4 separate regions of the Mus musculus genome follow, and regions 1, 3 and 4 are each linked to region 2. The links are chromatin contacts, called in public HiChIP or PLAC-seq and promoter capture Hi-C maps. All regions are on one chromosome and are shown on one strand. The core of a region is the stretch at or near the end of the contact, and the rest is flanking DNA. Distances in the headings are between cores, read along the strand shown. Region 1 overlaps Tbc1d32 (TBC1 domain family, member 32). Region 2 holds the start of Hsf2 (heat shock factor 2). Region 3 holds the start of Ccdc138 (coiled-coil domain containing 138). Region 4 holds the start of P4ha1 (procollagen-proline, 2-oxoglutarate 4-dioxygenase (proline 4-hydroxylase), alpha 1 polypeptide).

The links. Promoter capture Hi-C pulls out the DNA fragments that hold promoters and counts their contacts. HiChIP or PLAC-seq counts read pairs in DNA pulled down with a chosen protein or histone mark.
Region 1: a promoter capture Hi-C map of hippocampal neurons shows a contact between it and region 2, with 4 times the contacts expected there. The contact joins the enhancer-like site here to the promoter of Hsf2 in region 2. A contact is called at or near these places in 5 of 39 promoter capture datasets (cranial neural crest, hippocampal neurons, liver and 1 more) and 2 of 115 datasets of contacts at active chromatin or transcription factors (astrocytes and large pre-B cells).
Region 3: a contact with region 2 is called in an H3K4me3 HiChIP or PLAC-seq map of the 230-238 cell line, with 7 times the contacts expected there. The contact joins the promoter of Ccdc138 here to the promoter of Hsf2 in region 2. A contact is called at or near these places in 9 of 39 promoter capture datasets (the C10 cell line, cranial neural crest, embryonic stem cells and 6 more), 6 of 115 datasets of contacts at active chromatin or transcription factors (the 230-238 cell line, cardiomyocytes, differentiating embryonic stem cells and 2 more) and 1 of 9 other capture datasets (embryonic stem cells).
Region 4: a contact with region 2 is called in a promoter capture Hi-C map of pre-B cells, with 4 times the contacts expected there. The contact joins the promoter of P4ha1 here to the promoter of Hsf2 in region 2. A contact is called at or near these places in 2 of 39 promoter capture datasets (liver and pre-B cells), 1 of 484 Hi-C or Micro-C datasets (B cells) and 2 of 115 datasets of contacts at active chromatin or transcription factors (extraembryonic endoderm stem cells and large pre-B cells).

Annotation. Positions count from the first base shown.
Region 1 is chr10:56,164,608-56,167,307 of GRCm38.p6, reverse strand. The region is part of intron 15 of Tbc1d32 (TBC1 domain family, member 32); the gene reads left to right. Among named protein-coding and RNA genes, the nearest start is that of Msl3l2, 59 kb to the right of the region's middle. Within about 2 kb of position 1,382, at least 7 of the 459 cell types and tissues checked have an H3K27ac peak or open chromatin away from gene starts, as enhancers often do. A contact at or near this core is called in hippocampal neurons, where this site is marked.
Region 2 is chr10:57,485,086-57,487,861 of GRCm38.p6, reverse strand. It overlaps Hsf2 (heat shock factor 2), which reads right to left and starts at 1,477. Exons shown (of 12, transcript NM_008297.3): 1 at 1,261-1,477. The coding sequence starts at 1,353. 4930467K11Rik (RIKEN cDNA 4930467K11 gene) reads left to right here and starts at 1,509. Exons shown (of 4, transcript NR_045353.1): 1 at 1,509-1,679.
Region 3 is chr10:58,496,574-58,499,273 of GRCm38.p6, reverse strand. Ccdc138 (coiled-coil domain containing 138) reads right to left here and starts at 1,337. Exons shown (of 16, transcript NM_001162956.1): 1 at 1,212-1,337; 2 at 61-105. The coding sequence starts at 1,304.
Region 4 is chr10:59,321,938-59,324,637 of GRCm38.p6, reverse strand. P4ha1 (procollagen-proline, 2-oxoglutarate 4-dioxygenase (proline 4-hydroxylase), alpha 1 polypeptide) reads right to left here and starts at 1,342. Exons shown (of 15, transcript NM_001316371.1): 1 at 1,162-1,342.

The sequences.
Region 1 (2,700 bases), core at 133-2,632, 1.3 Mb after region 2:
TTCAGTAGACCTGTTGAGAGTTTTCGTGTGGAATTTAGCAGGTTGTATTTTATAGAGAAATGATGTAGTTATTTATCTATACATAGTTTAATGTTATCAATAATGCACTCTTGCTATCTTGATAGTGCCTGGAATCAGTAGTGAGAAATGTAACCTCTCATTCTGGTGCTAGTGTTTTTTACTTATTATTAATCTTCCTCCTCTTCCTCTTCTTCTTTTTCTTCTTCTTCTCTTTCTTCTCTTCTTCTTCTTATTTTTACTAACTTAAAACTGAACAATTTTGTGGCTTTTTCCAGAAAATCATATTTTGATATTATTGATTTAGTTTACATATATGCTTGTACATGTGTGTGTGTGTGCATTGTGTGTGTGTGTATGCATGCACACACATGGTTGTACTCACAGACATGCATGTTCCATGGTACATTTGTGGGTTTCAAATGAGAACGTTATAAAGTTCGTTTTGTTCTTATATATTGATAGAATTATGAGGATCAAACTAAGGGCATAGCACTCACATGGCAAGTGCTTTTGCCTACCGAACAATCTTCCTGGGCTGATCATGTTTGTGTGTGCACGTATGCATACATGTGAGTTTTTTGTGTGCATATGTAAGTATGCATGCATATGTGTGTGTACATGTGAGTGTATATATATATGAGTGTATATGACAACATATATGTGTTTGTTAGTGTTTATGCATATGTGAGTATGTATTAGCATGTGTGCATATGTGTGTGTATGTGGATATGTGAGTGTGTGCATATATGAGTGTATGTGTGTGCATATGCGAGTGTATGTATATATGAGTGTATATGACAACATATATGTGTTTGTTAGTGTTTATATATATGTGAGTATGTATTAGCATGTGTGCATATGTGTGTGTATGTGGATATGTGAGTGTGTGCATATATGAGTGTATGTGTGTGCATATGTGAGTGTGTGTGTGTGCCTATATGAGTGAGTGGGTGAGTGGGTGTGTTAAAAGCAGAACATCTTATTGCTCTTAGAGCAGAGTAAATTTTTTCACCTCTGTGGATAATGACATTTCACCTCATACTTTCTCATTTCCCCTCATTTGTTTTTAATCTGTTGTTTTGGTTTATTACCCCTTAGGTGTCTAAAACAATTGTTGGTAAGGATTACAAAGGCAGTTGTCGCTTGTGGTCATTACTTTTTTTGTTGTTGTTGTTGAAAATGCATGGAATTTTACTGGAAAAAACCTTCCAGAAGCCTCCTGCAGTCCTGTGCCTGAACACCCACACTTACAGAAGCCTCCTGCAGTCCTGTGCCTGAACACCCACACTTACAGAAGCCTCCTGCAGTCCTGTGCCTGAACACCCACACATCTCAGTGGAGTTAGTGTTGACGCGGTGCTGGATCTCAGGCCTCAGTGTGTGCATTTTGATTTGCTCTTCCCTCTTGTTTCCTGATTTCTGTGCCTTCCAAGAAGTCCCAGGGCTGGCAGCTTGCAATTTTAAATGGAACCTGGAGGCTATAGTTTTCCATAAACTTCCTTCTAGGCACGCATGCTTTCAGTGTTGTTTGGTTGTTCCCACTCACAGAGATACTTAGTTCATCAGACTTCTAGGTCTGATGAATCTAGCTGTTGCACTGTGGCTGGCCACTGGCACTTTCTAGGTTTACTCAGCTCTTCTGCATTCCAAGTCCAAAATTTCCCATTATCTTTCCCATTTGCTTTCTCCTGGAGGGTTTTTATGCATTTAAAAACTAGTTTTACTTATGAATTTTTTGAATTTATGGAGGAAAGAGAGACATTATGCCTTTAGTTTGTTGGAACTGGAGCTGTTAAGTATTTAACAATCTTTTTCTTTTTTTAAGGAACATTTTTCTCCTATCATGAATTCTAAGATCTTTTCATCTATTACTTAACCCTCTACAAAATCATTTCCTTTTTAAAATATTGCCTCACTAATAATATAATCCAGCCTTGAACTATGATCCCCCGTCAACCTGTCAACCTTAACTGTATGTAAGATCATTAAGTAGCATCGACTTTGAGTCTGGGTAATTTGGGTATGTGACAAATTTATTTATTTGCAAGGTTTTTGTTTTTGTTTTCAGTAGCAAAGCTTATAAAATTAAAAAAAGTTACTGATTAGAAAAACTAAAAAGAAAAGTGCTAGTATGCCTCGCCTTATATCCTTATATAGGTTCTCTGTTTTTGTATGGATATTATTAATTTGGATAAATCAGGGGTTTGCCAGGTACTGCCTCTAGGGTGTGTATGTATTTTTGCTTTTAAAGAAAGGTTCTGTCACATTGAAGTGGGACAAACAAGATATAAACTACCAAAAGTGACCTCTGATTATCATTGTGTGGTACCCTGATTGTTTCCTTAGTAGAAAGGTTGGAATGTTTGCAAATGCAATTAGAAAGAGTCCGGCTCATTAAATTTTGTTTTTCACATTGGAGCCATGAGCAGCTTGCTAGCTGTAAAAAGGAATTAGGGGGCTAGGGAATACCTTAGCAGGGAAATGTACTTCGTACTAAACTTGATGACCTGGATTTAATTGCTGGGACTCACATGGTAGAACTAGAGATGTGACTGCTGCAATTGTCCTCTGATCTCCAGGTTGTCCCGGGACTTTGTTAAGCACACACCCCCCACACAGAATTGGCAGTGTTTTTCTGGACAGCTTATGCTGTTAGTGTTGGCATTAAGTGCAAAGGGAG
Region 2 (2,776 bases), core at 228-2,727:
ACACAACCAGCAGGGGTTGGGGGTGGGGCACCTATGTGACAATACACACGAAAATTAAATCCTAGAAAGAAATTTTTAAAACTTGGCACTAATACTCAGCAAAAATTCAGTGACATAGTTGTCCAAATATCAGGTATATTCTATTGCTGTTACCTCCTAAAAGCAGGCAAGGGTGAAAACTAGTTTTAACAACAGAAAAGGGCACAAATGAAACGGAGGAGATAACATTTATTTGACATATAGCTAGGTATTTCCCACTTACTCATCTCAAAAACTGTGAACATGAAAATACCCTGAATAAGTCATCAACTCCAGTAAGAGGAGCCGATCCCCTTCATGAAGAGATTTGAACAATCCAAGCATTGCGAGTCTAGCAAAGGAAAGGCACAAGTGATGTAAAGAATCACTCTGCAAAGAATCTTTGTGTGGAACTGGGGGGAGGGGGTCTTGGGTCACCTAGGCAACGCATCAATCTAACACATAACTTAGACCAGGCAAGATACCGGGCTTGATTAAGGTCATCTTTATTTATAAGGAGGATCTGGATCAAACTGATCAAGGCAACCACAAACCACTATGCCGGCAACTATTCTGTGAAATTTAACGACTCGGTTTTTAACTCCAAGCCGCTAAGTTACTAAGCATAGTCTACAGGCACTTTTACTTGAATTATTTTAAAGAAACGACCCAGTCTCAAAACAATAACTGGGAAATTTCTATGTTAAAACTACATAAATAAAATACATAAATAAAATTTAAAAGCTCAAGGCAAGAGCAGTCGGAGTCTGCACATTTTCCCATTATCATCATAAAAGATCCCAGACGCCAGGGCAAGCAATCCCCGCGGAGGTGATTTCTTTAGATAAGACCTGTGCTCGCTCACTAGCCCGCTCGCCCGCTCTCCCGGGGCTCCGCGACCTCCGCGCCCCGCGGCGAGCAGACGACTGAGGATGAGTGTGCAGAACGCGCCGCCGGGGCCGGTTCCGAGCTCCCCGGGCCGGCGGGACCGTTACCAGGGCGCCCCTCCCCCACGGCGCGCGGCCGGAGGAGAACGGAGCCTGCGGGGCCCGGCTCGCCGCGCACACAAAGCCGGGGGTCCGCGCGAGGTGGGGAGGCCGCGCGCCGCCGCAGGCCGCGGGAGAAGCCGAGCCCAGCCCAGCCCAGCCCAACCCAGCCCAGCCGAGCCGAGCCGAAACGAGCCGAGCCGAGCCGAGCCGGTTCGACAAGGGGGACCCGAGGCCACCGCGTCCCCGACCCTACCTGACTCCAGGTGATGAACTCGTTGGTGTGGGTTTCCTCCACAAGCGTCCACAGCTTGCTGAGGAAAGCCGGCACGTTGGAACTCTGCTTCATTGTTAGCCCGGTGCAGGGATTCCAAATTCTACTACCGAACGCGGAGGTCGCAGCGGCGGCGGCGGCGGCGGCGGCGGCAGCAGCGGCGGTGGCAGCAGCTGCTGCTCCGGGGAACGCACACCACGCAGGCGCGGCGGATCTCGGGCTCCGCCCCCTCGGCGCCGCGGGGCGCGCGGTGAAGGCGGAGAGACCCCGCGGCCGCACGTGATGGACAAGGCTTCGCGCTCCACCCCTGCGCTCTACTCCCGCGCCCGGTCTCAGCGAGTCCAATCCAAGGCTTCGGATGCACTACAGAGCAAAGCGATTGGCTGCTGCCGCGAGGAGGGGTGGGCCCAAGAGTGGTTCAGCCTTCTCTGTTACCTTTTAGGCAGGGTACTCTCTTAGGGAATGATATTGGGTCCAGGGAAACCTTGTTTAGTGGATTCGCATGGAAAGGGTTTGGGTGCACCGGCTGTGGCTGGCAGAGTGCAGAGAAGCCCAAGGGCAGTTGACTCATAAGTTTGACCGGCGAAGAGTAATTTGCTCCAATCTAAAGGAAGGAATACATCACATGGGGCAGTGAGCTGCTTGTGAGCAGATGTGCTAGGCCCCTGGTTGAAACTATCTTAAAGACAATGAGCTTTTCTATACATTTTTCATGGGGAGAAAAATAGCTCATTTAAGGACAGTTTTATCAAAACCTGAAGCATGAATAATAGTTCCCTATTTGTGAAGTACTTGCTATTGTGTGTGTGTGTGTGTGTGTGTGTGTGTGTGTGTGTGTGTACTATTAGGAGCCAGCATCTGTTAAGAGCATCTTATATGCTTTTCTCAACTCAGCAAGCATCAGGTGCCTGTCATAAGCCCAGTTCAAAAGCAACGAGTCTAGTTTTAGAGTATCTGAGTCAAAATGATTGTTCTGCATGTACCTCACAGGGGTTTCCTCAGGCAAAATGTGATTCGGAACAGCTTCTTGAGCGAAATTTCCCATTTCTTCATTGACAATAAGACTTTCTACCCGTGAAGAGTAGCTATAATAACGTGGATCTCTGAAAAAAAGATTTTTTAAAAAACTTTTTTTGTTGTTGTTTTGTTTTGTTTGTTACTTAATAGCTGATCATAGTGTCTGGAATCTGTAAGTCAAGCACTCTGGAGGCTGAGGTAGAACTGTGGAGCAGTGGAGGTCAACCTGGGTTAAATAGTGAGCTCCAGGTATCCTGGGCTAATGGCAAGAAATATAGATAGATAGATAGATAGATAGATAGATAGATAGATAGATAGACAGACAGACAACTTTTTCAGTAAGCATATACTGAACACAGTCATACAGCACTGTTTGGATATATGATGGGGATATATGATGGGGTAACTGTGATTTTAAAAAAAAAGACTAATATTTGATGAGGTCTTATGTGACAAGGGCTTTGCATGTCTTATCCTATTT
Region 3 (2,700 bases), core at 88-2,587, 1.0 Mb before region 2:
AAACCTAGGGGCACCACTCAACCCAAGATCAGCATCACTAATTAGACAAACAGCATGTACCTGTTGATTCATCAGAGCAGCCCACACACCAGTCATGTCGTTTTCCTGCCAAGAATACAAAACCAGAATCAAATCAGAAGCTATCCGTTAGACAAACTCAAACTGAGAGACATTCTAATACACACGTCTTCCACCTTGTGCAAGCACTAATGTTACAAGAAACTAGGTGTGGACATCTGTTGTAGATTAAAGGCAACCACACACAATCAAATGTAATGTTCGGACCCCAGGTAGTATCTGCACCAGGGTATGCTTTATCATTGTGGTAATCTGTGTACAAACTATACACTATCCTGTTTATTATCACAATACTAAATTTCTTGGAAAATATCAATAAGGCTTTAAAAGAGAATGTGCTTCACAGGAAAAGCAAGCTAGAGGAGTATGTGTTGGAGTCTCAATTAAGGTTATGTGAGGATAGAATGAATTTGTGTCATGGTCACCGGAACATTGGGAAATATTGCTATTTCTCAAGAAGGGGTTTTGGAAAGCCAGCAAATGTGGGAAGGAACAGAGGAATGCCTGCGACCTTGCTCACCTTCTGGAGAAGTCAGGGTAAATGATGTTCCCATACCTCAGATGATTTTTTTGAAGACAACATTGTTATGCTTTATATAACCTTGACCATGCTGGGCTGTCAAGCAGGCTTCTCAGCTGAACTGTAAACACCTAACTCTGTTATCAGAGGGTGAGGATTTAAAAAAAAAAACCGAATCTGGTCGTGCAAACTGAGGTATGTAATTGGTCTCCCGCTTCTGTTCTTCCAGGATTCATCGAAGATGTGATCTGGCCGACCTCTCACAAGATATTAGCAAAGACCTCAGTGGGGGCCCCGCCTCAAAAATGGCAAGACTCTCCTGGTGAATGGCGCTCTCAAGGGAGGACTACAAGAATGCACATCGCCACAACTTTTCTGTAAGTTTGCAATTACTTCGGAGTAAGATGCTTTCCAGAAGGAACTACAGTGTCTTCCGTGCCTGCTGCACTTTGGTCACCGCCAGCATTGGTTACCAGGACCAAAGCCACGCCCCGTCCGTCGAGGCGGTTTCCCCGAGGGCGGGAACTCTCTAGTGAGCCTCCCCGAGGAAGGCAGGGCTAGCGACCTCCCGCGGCCGCCCAGCAGAGCCCACCGCGGCTTCCACCCATCTCACCTCCACGGGGCACCTTCCCGCCAGGCCGTAGCGGCTTTTGAGACGCTCCACTACCATATCCTGTCCCGGTGGCTTGACCACCCTGCGCTCCATGGTGAGTCTCTGACTGCGGTCGCCCGGGAAACCGGGTTCACAGTCACGTCAGGGCGGGCAGTACGTCACGACGCCTGGCTCCGCCCCCCGAGGACGCCGGAAGCCGGTAGGAGGATACACTACAACCCAGTTCTCGGTTGCCCCTTAGAGTTTCTCAGTTCCAAGTCTTTTACCCGCCATAAATGTGAAGCATGAAAAAGGTGAGTTCTGCCGGGCAGTGGTAGCCCACGCCTTTAATCCCAGCACTTGGGAGGCAGAGGCAGGCGGATTTCTGAGTTCGAGGCCAGCCTGGTCTACAGAGTGAGTTCCAGGACAGCCAGGGCTACACAGAAAAACCCTGTCTCGAAAAACCAAAAGGAAAAAAAAAGGAGGGAGAGGGAGAGGGGGAGGGGGAGAAGAGAAGAAAGATTCCCTTGAGAGCGCTGGCTCGGCCAGCAGGAAGGCGAATAACTTCTCCACAGCAGAGAGCCAGAATGCTCCCCAAGGCTGGAGACCACAGGGACTACAGGGTAAATTTTACTGTGCACTACATAAAATTAGACTAAACAGGGTCTCTTCATCAAAAGTGATTTACAATCACAGAAAAATCAGGACATGTCTGAGCGCTAAGCGCATTAACTGCTGATTATACTCCTTTGCCAGTTTCCATAGGTGGTACAAAAATAATCGAATATAGGCAGGGAAGGTGGAGGCTGGAGGCCAGCCTGGGCTACAGGGTCATAAGCAGTTGGGGCAATTAACTGCCTCAACTACCGGGTGATCTGCCTCATAAAATGAAAAAATGTTCGTTTAAAACACAGAAACCTCTTTCCCAGCTATGCAACAGCACATAGTACTTGGTGTGTTCAACTTATCACACAAGCTCCTACCTGTTCAGTTTTTCTTTGAGATACACTAACACTGAGAAATAGTAGACATGTGTTGTAGCAGCCCCTAAATTCTCTGGATAACTTTTTAACTTACAGAAGTTGATACTTTAGCAATAGACAAAAAACTCACTATAAAAACATTGCCTAAAGAATACTTTTTTGCCAGCTGGAGAGATGGCTCAGTGGTTAAGAGCACTGACTGCTCTTCCAGAGGTCCCCAGTTCAATTCCCAGTAACCACATAGTGGCTCACAACCATCTGTAATGGGATCTGATGCCCTCTTTCTGGTTTATATGAAGACAGCTACAGTGTACTCCTATATGTAAAGTAATCTTTTTTTAAAATACTTTTTGCTAAAAACTACCACCTAGGGGCTGGTGAGATGGCTCAGCAAGGTTAAGACTGCTCTTCCTAAGGTCCTGACTTCAAATCCCAGCAACCACATGGTGGCTCACAACCATCTGTAACGAAATCTGATGCCCTCTTCTGGAGTGTCTGAAGACAGCTACAGTGTATTTACATATAAT
Region 4 (2,700 bases), core at 93-2,592, 1.8 Mb before region 2:
AAGAGCCATGGCTCTCGAGTTAAGTCGAACCTGGCAGGTTCCTTTTAATTAAAAAAAAAAAAAAAATCATTTCCTAAAAGAGAACCCAGGAGCTTGTCTATCCCTTTCTGTGGAGGCTCTTCCCTATAAACCACGGTGCAATACCCCAAGAGTCCTCATTTTGGATGGTCAGCTGAAGATGTTAAGTCCGAAAGCCTGCCTTTGTACCAAATTCCCACTCTCTAGGAGAAACAACCTCGTATTTAACCGTACCATCCTTCCCCACACTGAACATCCATCTGGGGTCAATCACAAAATTCAGTTTAAAAGTCTCACACAACCATAGAAGGTTTGGCCAAAATGGACTGACTTGTTGACCCTGCAAGAGGAGGGGAGCGTGAAAGACGAAAAGGGAAAGGGGATCATCAGGGTGAGCTGAACCAGAGGAGGTGGGCAAGATTGGAAACCAGGAGGAAAGAAGGAGCAGAGGGAGAGAGAAATACAGAGACAGACGCGTGTGTCCTTAAGTGATTCACTGGGATGAAGAGGAAGGAAGAAGCCAGCTTCCCCAACTGTGAATGACAGCAACTTCTCAGCTAAACTCGGCGCCCCGGGCTATGTCTACTTGCTGAGACAACGCCGAGAAGCGCAACAGACAAGTTCAGTCCTAACTTCTGAGTAGGTCCCACTTCCCAGCTTTACTTTCCAAAAGTGAAAAGGAAAAAGAGAAGAAGAGCGATCGAAACGGAGAGACTCAGCCCCCGGCTGCAAGCGCTGCCTGCTTTCTCCACTGCCACATGCTAACCATCTGCGGCTCGGGCGGCCCAGACCCCCGCCCGTCCGCCCTCGCCTTCCCCCGGCTTAGTGGGGCGGACGAGGTACCGCTGCACAAGTCATCAGGGAGGCTGGCTGCCCGGGATGGAACATTCAAGAAGGTCCTAGTGCTGGGGCGGGGCGCAAGCCGCTGCTGCCGCTCCGGCCAGAGGCAGGACGGGGGTGGGGGGACGGCGAGGGAAGCTGGGAGAGCGCCGGGGCGGCCTGACTTCGGGGGTGCGGGGCCGGGTCCTCTCGGGGAGACCCGGGGGCGGCTGTGAGAAGGGCTGAGCCCCACTCCAGAGCGAAGGGACCCCGGCTGCCCGCGGGGACCCCGCATCCGTCTCCAAGATCGGAGGAGCGCCTCACCTGGATAGCGGGCCGGGAGGAAGGCGACAGCTCGGCTCGGGTCAGTCCTGTCGCCTGCAGTCCCCGCTAGCTAGCTCCCTGCCGCCCTCAGCCTGCTGGCAGTGCGACTGGGCAGTAGAGGGAGCCAGGCGTCCCTTTTATATTCCCCTGCCGCGCCGGCGCGCCGGAGAGGGGGCGGCCGCAGCCCTCGCTACGTGCGCTCTGTCACACCAGCTCCCGCGCCACTGCGCAGGCGCTTGCGGCGAGCCTCCCACCCACCCGGGAGTCGCCCAGGCCCGGGGTGTTCCAAGCCTAGGCTGGCCCACGCGAGGACGCAGTGCGCCTGCGCAGAGCTCCTGCCACGCCACCGTTCCCGTGGTTACCATGGGGCTTCCACCACCACCCCCGCCCGGGTTCCTGTAGGATTTAGCGCCTTCATTTCAGGGTCAGCGGCGGGTCTCAGAGCCATCGAAGCCATCAGGAAGGACAGTTGTGCAAAATTAGGAGAAGTTTATAAGAATTTAGGAAATAAAGTGGAGGTGTGGAGTGGGAAACAAGACGGTGTATCCGGGGTGACTGTCGGGGCTGGCTTGGCCCACAGGGGTTTTTGCTTTAATAAGCGTCTTTTTTACACTTTTGAACACGAGGATTTCGCTTAATCTCCCACCCGCATACTTTATGGGTGAATAATAGATGACAATTGAGTGTCATCTGAGGTTAAATCCTAACCCACTCTGTATAAAGTTAGATTTTAACTTCCCTGTATCTTGGGTGCTACATCTGCAAAGAAGGAATACAATATTATCTGTTCCCTAGGCCCTAGGCTTGCTGTGAGAAACAATGAGACAATGAATGAAAAAGCACTTACTTAGCACATGCCTAGGATTCAGGAAGAGCATGGAAACATATAATGGGGCTGGGGAGGGGGTGTACCAGGATGTTGGGTTTTGAGCATTTACCTAACATGGAAAAAAAAGGCCTTAGACTTTATTACCTAGCCTCAAACAAACCAGCACAGAAACAAGCATCAACAACAGTAAGTCTGGAGATGTGGCACACACAGCTAAGATTTCAGTTCCCAGCACCGTGCTGGGTGGTGGCTCACAACATCCTGAAACCCCAGGTCGGGCAGATCAACAACTCTGGGCTTCCAAGAACACCGGTATTTAACCACACAAGACACATACGTATAGTTAAAATGAATAAAATTAAATCTTTAAAAAAATACTACTGAGCACACTATATAAGGCACGAACTGTGTTTGAGTTTAGTCTTGATCTAAAAGAAGAGAACCTTAGTTACTGGCAATAAGGACAATGCCAGAGATAATTTACTTCCTGTCAGGGAAAGAAAGACTTTTCTAACATTTGTTACTCGTTTAAAACTGTAAAGTTTTCCTTGCTTGCTAAAGTATGGAACTGATTGGCACTTATCTGGGACAGAGAGACAAAGAGCTTCAGGCGTCTGAAAGCAATGGTTTCTAAAAGTGTGGCTCTGTGGGTCTAGTCAGGAGCAGTAGAGCCAAAAATGTTTTTGTAGGACGATTTCGATTCTTTTGCT